Linked DNA regions of Gossypium hirsutum: region 1 is linked to region 2. The links are chromatin contacts, called in public Hi-C maps. All regions are on one chromosome and are shown on one strand. Each heading gives the region's core, a stretch centred on a gene start, on an enhancer-like site or on the middle of the called end of the contact. The rest is flanking DNA. Distances are from core to core; before and after follow the strand shown.

What was found. A called contact is a pair of places that touch in the nucleus more often than the background predicts.
Region 1: a Hi-C map of leaf shows a contact between it and region 2, with 2.2 times the contacts expected there. The contact joins the promoter of LOC107909653 here to the promoter of LOC107909635 in region 2. A contact is called at or near these places in 9 of 34 Hi-C or Micro-C datasets (callus and leaf).

Annotation. Positions count from the first base shown.
Region 1 is chrD02:61,547,829-61,553,061 of Gossypium_hirsutum_v2.1, forward strand. It overlaps LOC107909653 (AP-1 complex subunit gamma-2), which reads left to right and starts at 2,706. Exons shown (of 18, transcript XM_016837268.2): 1 at 2,706-3,055; 2 at 3,788-4,090; 3 at 4,262-4,403; 4 at 5,207-5,233. The coding sequence starts at 3,024.
Region 2 is chrD02:61,396,566-61,401,314 of Gossypium_hirsutum_v2.1, forward strand. LOC107909635 (U4/U6 small nuclear ribonucleoprotein Prp31 homolog) reads right to left here and starts at 1,801. Exons shown (of 7, transcript XM_016837245.2): 1 at 1,602-1,801; 2 at 1,420-1,485; 3 at 288-1,318; 4 at 102-172. The coding sequence starts at 1,604.

The sequences.
Region 1 (5,233 bases), core at 1,456-3,955, 150 kb after region 2:
CTCAATTAAACATATAAAACTACCTAAGGCCTGAATTAGCCTAATAGGTTAACTAACATCAATTCTTGTGTAAAAATATTTATTTTTCACATAATTAAATCTAAATTACGAAAGCTGAAAATGCTATAATTAAACATAAAACTACAAAAAAAGCTCCTTAAGTGCCGAAATGTACTAAAACTACCACTACGTTTGGCGGTAGGTCAAGGGCCGATATATATAAATGATGAATGAATGAATTCGGTTCGGAAATGAAATGTGTTATGATCAAATGTTGAACATTGAATAGATTTGTAGCTTTAATGACATTGATATGTTGGCATGACAAGTTCATTTAGCTTTGTTAATTGAACTAATATTTAGATAGTTCAAATGATGCATTGGTACTTTGGTAGCATATTTATATATATACATATATGCTATTACATTGAATGATATTTAGCATGAGTTGTATATCTACATTGGTTGACATTAGAATTCAAATTGATTGTATGCAAATGATTGTAACCTATGTTATATTTACTTGAATAATGGAAATACCATTGAGCATTATTGCTTAGCGTATGGTTTGTTTTTCCCCTATGTAGGTATAGGTACATCTAGAGGTCTCAAGTAGTAACTCCGGCATCCAGCCAAGTGTCCCTAACTCATCAATGTTTGTAAAGTCTTTTTGTTTGTTAAACATAATGTACTTAGGCTAAATCAGATTGTTGATATAATAGATAATTATGCTTATATTTGAAGCTTAAAATGGTAATGTAATAATGGCTAAATAGTTAATTTACATATTGTGAATATAATACCTTGATGAATTGTATGAAAAGTTGGCATACTTATGGTTTATAAGGGAAATGTATATGCCAATTGTGTAAACGAATGTTGAATGGCACAAGTGTCGATGTTAGCAAATAGGTTTAAGAAATGTATACATATATATATGATGAGATATGTTGAGAATGTATGCTGGAAATGGTATTAATGGTTTTGAAGATTGGTTTTGAGAATATTGAATTGTATTGATCAGTTAAATAGGTACCAAATTGGAGTTTGTTGTAAAACAGGGGTCATGTCGTGATGTCAGTCCTTTAATGTTGTGATGAGATCAAGTTAGTATGTTGCGTCGCGACAAGGAACCCTCAACGCTGTGACATCAACCTGATATTTTAAAATTTTTATAATTTGGTCATAATTTGACCTCGGTTTTGCAATAAAGCTTCCATAAGCTCATATACGACCCAAAAACGAATGTATATAGTAACATATGTATGTATTGTTTGAAATTTAACCATTTATTGGTATAAAGCAAATGTAGTTTGATCGTAGTTGCTCCGACAATGAATGTGACACATTGTAGCTTAGACCCAACGATCGGGTTGGGTATTGGGGTGTTACATGGATGGCAACACATCATCATTAAATAAAATTGCTTTTATACAATCAAAATGCTTAATGGAAAGATCTCAACTTCTTTGGAAGTTTCAACATTTATCTCCAATATCCTCTTGATGGTTTCTTGTGTTTCAAATGTTTTTTTTAGCCGTGTGATTTGACCTAATAATCAAATAGCTGATTGGATTGCTAAGAAACAATATTTTATTCTTGTCGGATAAATTGGGTATTTTGTATTACAACTGAACTTATTTATTTGTTGTAATTCCTTTGCTTTCAAAGAATTTTCATAGTTTGAACAACAACAAGAAGAAAAAAAAACCTTAAAAATATAACATTTGATACATGGACTTGACACTTTTTTTTTAAAATTTGATACCTAAGGTTTTTTGGCCCAATTTGATACTTAAACGTGACTCTTTTTCTTAAGTGGTTACCTAGCTTTTTTGTCCCAATTCAGTACTTGAACTTAACACTTTTTCCTAATTTGGTATCTAAACTTGTAAAATATTATACAAATTACCATAATGTTAGTTTTTCATGAGGGAACAAAAATAGCTAATGTATGATTGACATGTGATAGATGACAAGAAATTTAATGGTAAGAGTTATTACATTTATTTGGAGTTTCTTCTGTTGCATTAAACAATATGCTTAAAGTTTAGTTTTTATTGAGGTTGAGATTACTTTGATTGTTATTGGTAATAATGATTCAAAATGGATTACATGCTTAAAGCATGGCTTGATCTTTACAAAGCCCTTAATTTCATAAAAATATCATCACTATAAGAGGTAATTCATGTTACAAATTGTGCTTTGAATCGTTCTTCACAAATTAATACTGAAGAAGAAAATAAAAGTTTTAAAAATCCAAAATAAAATAAATTCATTAGGTTAAATGTAAAATTTAAAATAAAATAAAATAAACTAAAAGTAATTTAACATTTAAAATATAAAAAATTCCATATCATTGATCACATATCGATCATACATTTTGAATATTATTGCTACTTCATAAAAAAAACATTGTTAATATATTGATGTAATTTTATATATCATTTGACAAGTTTAAGTACTAAATTAGATAAAAACAAGTTAAGTATGAAATAAGAAAAAAACTAAATTAAACAAAGAAAATTAGTTATCAAATTAAGAAAAGAATTGAAGTTGATACACCAAATTAAAAGAATAAACAGCGAAGCCTGCAGAGCCGTTACTAATTACTACAAACAAATCTCTCTAACTGCCCAATGAAATCCTGCCATGTCATGTCCAACCAATAAATAAGCCGAATATCCCCCTTGCAAATTTAACCCAATATTTACGACTGACTGGACTTACAAATTGCCAATTTGACTGCTCTGCTCCCATTTTTCTCAAGTAGAAAAAGAGACTCCGTTTTCTCGGTCTCTCAGATCCAATTCTCCGTTTCTTCCTCTTTCTTAGATCTCCGAATTCCAGCATTTGGATCTTCAATTTCACATTCTTTAAGCTTGCGAAAAGAGAAAAAAAAAACAGTACGGTTTAATTCTGAATAGTGCTATTTTGGTGATCGATTTAATTGCAGCATTTGGTTTAGTTTCTATTCCATCTGTGTCGACCTCTCTACTAGAGTTTCCTACCTTAATACGATCATGAATCCTTTTTCTTCCGGTACTCGTCTAAGGTGAGCACCGATTCCTACTGTTACCCATTTCTTCTTTTACTTCTCCTTTTTCCTTTTAATTTGAAGATCAGATCAACAACTCATGAGTTTGTTTATTTGAGTGGACTGGAGTTGTGACTAAAATTTATAAGAGCTGTTTTTTTTAATACCGTGATTAGAATTTCGGGAGTTCAGTTGTGGTTCGTGCAACTTAAAAGATGATTGCGTATGTATTTAGAGCTAAGTGTAATATGTTAGCCTGTTTGGGGTTTTCATAATTTGGTTCTTCTGATTATCTTTTGATTTCCTTTTTATTATCTCGAGTTAGTTGCAACTTGCAACTATTAATGAAATTGTAGAAATGTGTCATACCCATTTAATAATTGGTTTGAAAGTAGCTTGATCTTCTTTTTTTGGAAATGTTGATAATATTAAATGATGCACTAAATAGCATTGTTGTTAGGAGGTACTATTACATAGATGACAACTAAAACGTTGGCTGGTTTGGTCACGCAAGTCGTACTGTCTCTAGTCTTGCATTATATGTAGCATCGTTAAGGCATCCACAAAGGTGCGCATGCACCGTGCGCCTTAACACTAGATAGCAAACAAAAGTGCCTCGAACCCTTTTAGGTGAGGTGCATGCCTGGTGCACCTAGACACACTTTTTGTAAAATGGCAGGCATAGAAAATGCACATGTAGTTTATATACATATTAATTGAAAATGGTTTAAACTTACTTCTCCAATGCAGGGACATGATACGGGCTATACGTGCATGCAAAACTGCAGCAGAAGAGCGTGCTGTTGTAAGGAAAGAGTGTGCTGCTATTCGTGCTTCAATTAATGAAGATGATCAAGATTATAGGCACCGTAACCTGGCAAAACTCATGTTCATTCAGATACTTGGATATCCCACTCATTTTGGCCAAATGGAGTGCTTGAAGTTGATTGCATCTGCTGGATTTCCAGAGAAGAGGATAGGATATCTTGGTCTTATGTTGCTTCTTGATGAAAGACAAGAAGTTCTCATGTTGGTCACAAACTCATTAAAGCAGTATCTTTTGCGTGGATTCTTCTCAAGCTTATTTTGTTCCCATTTCCTTTTCCCTTTAATCAGTTCTGTTCTGGGTTAATATTATTGTGCCTGATAGGGTTGTATTACAAGTGTAAAAATAAGAAAATGGAGAGATTTGCTTTACTTGCAGGAACCTTAACTTATATGCAGAGATCTGAACCATTCAAACCAGTACATTGTAGGACTTGCTCTTTGTGCACTGGGTAATATTTGTTCAGCAGAAATGGCCCGTGATCTTTCACCTGAAGTAGAAAGATTGCTGCAGTTTCGAGATCCAAATATCAGGAAGAAAGTAAGTGTGTCCTATTCTTAACTCAAAGATATGTTCATCACATATAGATGTGAAGTAAAGAAGAAAATGGAGGCCACTGGACTCCAGACTTTTTGAATTTCTTATGCTTAATGCTGAGTATCCCCTCTTAAATGATAACTTCTCTGTCCTCTTCTGCAGGAGTAGGAAAGTTTTGGGTTATTCTGTTGAGCACTTCAAATATTTCTGTTTGTGCCCTTTATTTCTTTGCAACAATGCGTTTGTAATTTTGTCAATTAAAAGGTTAAAAGTGTAAACTGATGATTAAGTACTGGATACTGCATAACTGAGATGCCATCTGTATGATGTGATATTCGTTCAATGATATTCTGCACCATTCATATGGCAGCTACTTTTATCAAATCTGGATATTTTTTCTGCCTACATTTCTTAACCAGAAGAATTTGCAGCATACAATCATTCAAGGGAAAAATGCTAACGTATTGAAACTATTAAGTCTGATGTGTGACTCCAAGATAGCCAACTTCAGTTTTCTTGTTTGATGGGGAGGGAAAGACATCTAATGATCATTGCCAACCATTCTATGATGGCATTTTTCAATGTTCTGAATTGGTTCAACTGCAATATCACTTTTCTATTGGAGGATTGATTCAATTAAACAGGCCTCCCACTTCCACATCCCTCCCCTCCTGCCCGTGTGTGCAAAGTGGCTTTGGTTATGAATTCTCATAATGTGCATTTGTTGATAATTTTTAGGTTATATATACGTCAATTTCTTCAGTGATCTGCCTGCAATCTTTAAGAGCTCTTGACTCTTGTTCTAGGCAGCATTGTGCTCCATACGGATCATA
Region 2 (4,749 bases), core at 551-3,050:
AGCCTATTGAAGACCCAAAACATGGTTTTTGAGTTCAAGCATCATTAAAGAAAAAAAAAACTAAAAATGATTCTTCGGAAATTAGAAAAATCTAAGTTCACCTAAAGAGCTTTCCTCAGGTACTCCAAATTGCATCCTGTTCGCTAGCTTCCTCATGTCTGTTATAGCATACCTGAAAATAACATATATAGATATAAGCAAAATGCAGAATGCACAAACAAATTGCTGGAAAAAAATTTTAAAAGGAAAAATAAAGATTTCAATAGTAATCAAAATAACAGAACTACCTTTCTTTCATCTTCCTTAAGCGACGACCACCCCTCTTTTTCTTAGGTTCAGAATCAGGAACAGGAAGTGGTTTAGGCTGCTTTGCAGGAGGTGGTTCTTGCCATTTTTCAATTTTCTTATGAATTTCTTCCTTTAAGGTTTTTCCAGCATTCCCCAAAGGATCCCCTCTAGTGGAGTCTATACGTGCTGCAAGAGTTGCTTTAGAAGCCAAGAGACGACAAGCACGACTCCTCAAAGCAGGGGGTGTAGTTTGAAAAATCTCTGTCTGTTCAATATACCCAACACGAAACTGTGACGTTGCAGTGGAAAACCCTGCAAGGGTCTTCTTCTTCGCACCAAGCAGCTGAACATTACAAGCAGGCATCTTAGCTAATGCGGAAAGGCCACCAGCAGTACCCATAAGTTTAGCAGCAACAGCACTTCCAACAATAGTAGAAAGATTTGGTGCAATATATCCCATTCTACTTTCTACAAAATCAAGAACATTCTTCTTTGCAGTATCCAGAGCCAGAGCACGATCACACGCATCAATAGTTTTCTGGAGAACATCTTCAGGAAGTGGCTTGCCACTGGTAGTTGATGCTGTAACTGAAACAACCATAATGATAGCTGAAGGCAAAAGCCCTTCCAAATCCACAAGGGTTAAATCCATCTCATTGCCAATCTTTTTCACCACACGAGCATAATCAATTGGATGATGTACAAGCGATTCAAGCTCAGGAAACTTCAATCGGTACTTATCACGTATAAAATTATGGATAATAACAATCTCATTCTCGATATCAACTGATAGTCCATTACAGTCCACAATCAGCTGATACTCAGGATCATCTTCCAGTACCAAGCCCTGATTTGATATATCAGAACCCTTCTCGAGCGCATCTTCCACTTTCTGCATTATATCAATGTATCTCTGACTTTTTTGCAATTTGGAAACACTGTCCAGATCATCGTAGTTAAGCGTTTCGATATCCGCGAGGTCACCATCAATATCTTCTTCCATGTTTGCAACATCATTATTTTCTTCCTCCTGAAAGAATGATATGAACATTACGATTCAGATTAAGTGTCGAATAAAAAAAAAAGAGGCTGAAACTCAAAACAGAAAAGGTAAGTATAGTTTCAACTCACCAGAACATCGGCTTCGTTGTCTGATAATTCATCAAGGTCCGCAAGGAATGAATCAGCTAAAGTTGCCTGAAAATTATAACCAAGTAAAAGAACAGACAGTTAGATGCAATTATTTTATCGAATGAAAAGTGCTAAAATTCCAGGAGAAAAAAAATAGAGTAATTAGAGAAAAGAAAACTAACCATCTGACACTTTCGCGAGGAGCCTTCTAGGGTTTAACCCAAAATCGAAGAGAATAAACGAAAACAAGTTGAAAATTAAAATTTCCTAAAGAGAATAATGAAGGAACCCTAATCGGAGAAAAGAAGAGCAAATAAACAAAGAAACTTCGTTTGGGCGATAGCGAAAATAATTTATAGGGAAACTTCTTGAACATGCTATCGAGTCGGCTTTTGTATGGGCTAGACCTTCTATTTCTATGTTGGCCCGAAATCATTTATGCTTTGATCCATCTTGGTAAAAAAAATCTTTCTCATCTATTTTTTCAAAAATTGTAGTATTTGAAAAGCACCGGTAATTGGATTTGTCAGTAAGTGCGGTATGTTTTGGTGATCATCGTAGTTGTTAATTTGATTATTTGAATTACTCTTTTTAATTCTTAGGTAGTGTTTGAAAAATTATTTAATAATTGAATTTGGGTGTAATTACTTGTAATTTCTGGATCTCATTGAAAATTTGGTGTAATTAGAGTACAAGTTTAAGTTATAAATTTTTATATTATAAGCATAAACATGTATAAGTGTTCAAGATGGTTATGATCAAAGATTTATTATGTTATAAATCTTATATTATAACATAATTTATGTGTATTTTATAAAGTTATAATAAAAATTATATTGCTTAAGTCTTAATTTTTTTAAAGTTAGAACAATAAAATTTATTATAAAAAATAATCTAAGATTATATAAGTGTATATTATATTTATTTATAAAAAATTATGATAAAAAACATGAATATAAACTATTTATGTGTCGATGTTATATATTATAAAAATAATATGTTTTTTTGTAAAAAAGAATGTTATAATTTTATAAAATTATGGCAAAAAATTATATTATTTATAAGAAATGTTATGAAAATTATAGCACACTATAAAAAAATTATAAAGGTTAATATATTATAATTATTATATTTTTTTTACTTAATTTGTATATTATATAAAAAAATTTATAATATAACATAATTCTTTTTTTAAAATTAAGTTTATATGAGTTTTTATTATTAAAGTTACAAACTATTTGCACTGTGAACCCAAATTTTATTTGGTAGATGTTAATTATGCAAATGTAAAAAATATTCATGCACCATATCGTGGGGTATGATACGATTTGAGAGAATGGAACTAGACACAAGCACAAAAGACGACTCAAGAATTCTTTAATTTGAGACGTTTAAGGCTTCGAAATGTGGTTGAGAGGACATTTGTTATTTTAAAAAAATTTCTCATATCAACATCACTTAGTATAACATAAAAATAATAATATCTGATCATATTAGCATATTGCATACTTCATACCTTCATTCATAGGTATATTTGGGATGATCTATACTTCGAAACATACAAGGAAAAAAGAGATCTTGATAATCACAATGATACAAATTCAGATGATAGATAATGAACTCGGTCAAAAACCAACATTTGATGAAAATGAGCTTATATTAAAGAGGAAATAACCCAACAAATATGAAACACTGGAACAATTTAGATAAAATTTTATGAGAATAAATTATATTAGGATCATCCTAAAAAGTATAGTTTTTAAACACCAATAAAATAGTGCCACGTCATTAAATTTTAAAGATAACAAAGTATTATTATACACTCATCTATATCTAATATCTTCTCCAATTTAATTTAACTTTAATTAAATTATTTAAAATAATTAATTTTTAAAATTATAAACAAACACCTTTTCTTCTTCTTCTTTTTTACAAATTTTAATCATTTCTTCATAAGTTAATATTTTTTATTTTTGTGCAACTAATTTTAAAAAAAAAAAAACTTTTGTGCAATTTTTCAATGTCATTGACACATAATTTTGGTAATTATTCTACCCAGAACCTCAAACCTTGAATCCCAAATCCTGAGGTTTAGGGTTGGATTTAGGATTTAAGATTTTGAGTCCAAGTTTGGGTTTTGGGTTCGGGGTTCAAGGTTTAAGTTCAGTGTTTAAGGATTTGATGTTTAGGGTTTGAGTTTAAGGTTTAAAGGTTCGAGGTTACGAGTTTATGATTCATGGTTCGGGTTCAAGGTTCAAAGTTTTGTGGTTTTAAATTTTGGATTCTATATTTTGGGTTTAGGGGTTGAGATTCTAAATTTAGGGTTCAGGGTTAAAAAAAATATCAAAATCATTTGTCAATGACATGAAAAAAAATGTTGAAATGTAATTAAATAATTGAGAATGGACCATGAATAATATGGTTGGAAGAGTCCATAAAATAATTTATCTATAGATGAGTATATAATAATAATTTCATGTCTTTAAAATTTGATGATGTGGCAAAATTTTATTGGTGCCTAAAAACCTTATTTTTTAGGATCGTCCTTATGTAAGTTATTTTCAAATTTTATATGATGTTTATTTTTATTTTTATTAGTAATTGTATTATTAACTACTTTTTTATTAACACGATACATATGATGATTTGATTTTGATTTTTGTTGTTTGTTGTTTGTTGTTTGTTTAGAAATTTTTTTTATCATGCTAATATTTTTTATAATAATTAATATTTTTTTAAAAATATATAAAATATGTAACTGTACAATTACAATTTGCACTACCTAACATGACATGAGGAATTATAATGTAATTACACCCTATCAACAAAACACATTTAGAAAATTATAATTCTTTGTAATTACAAATGAATATGATTACTACCCTACTAATTACACTTTCAATTAATTACTATGTAATGTCCAAATAAAATGTTAGAGAGAAATTAAGAATTGAGGTAATTATCAATTACCTTATGATTTTTCTAACACATGTCAATTATTTTAAGTTTGAAATTTATTTTCATACAAGTTTATAAAAGTTATTTGCATACCATAATAATAAATAATTTTAATTTTTGTACATATATTTATTATTAGATAATAATAATAATAATAATAAAAGAAACTTTGCCATTGAACACATCTAACTTCAAGTGTTTCACGCAATTTTTGGCTTAACAACAAATTAGGTTTCTAAATGCTACATTATAAATTCTAAGTTAAATTCTACCATTAGTCCTTAAACTTTGTAAATATTGTGGATTTAGTTCTTATATTTTAATTTTGTCTTTTTAGTCCTTATACTTTTCAAATTTTAAATTTCAATCCTC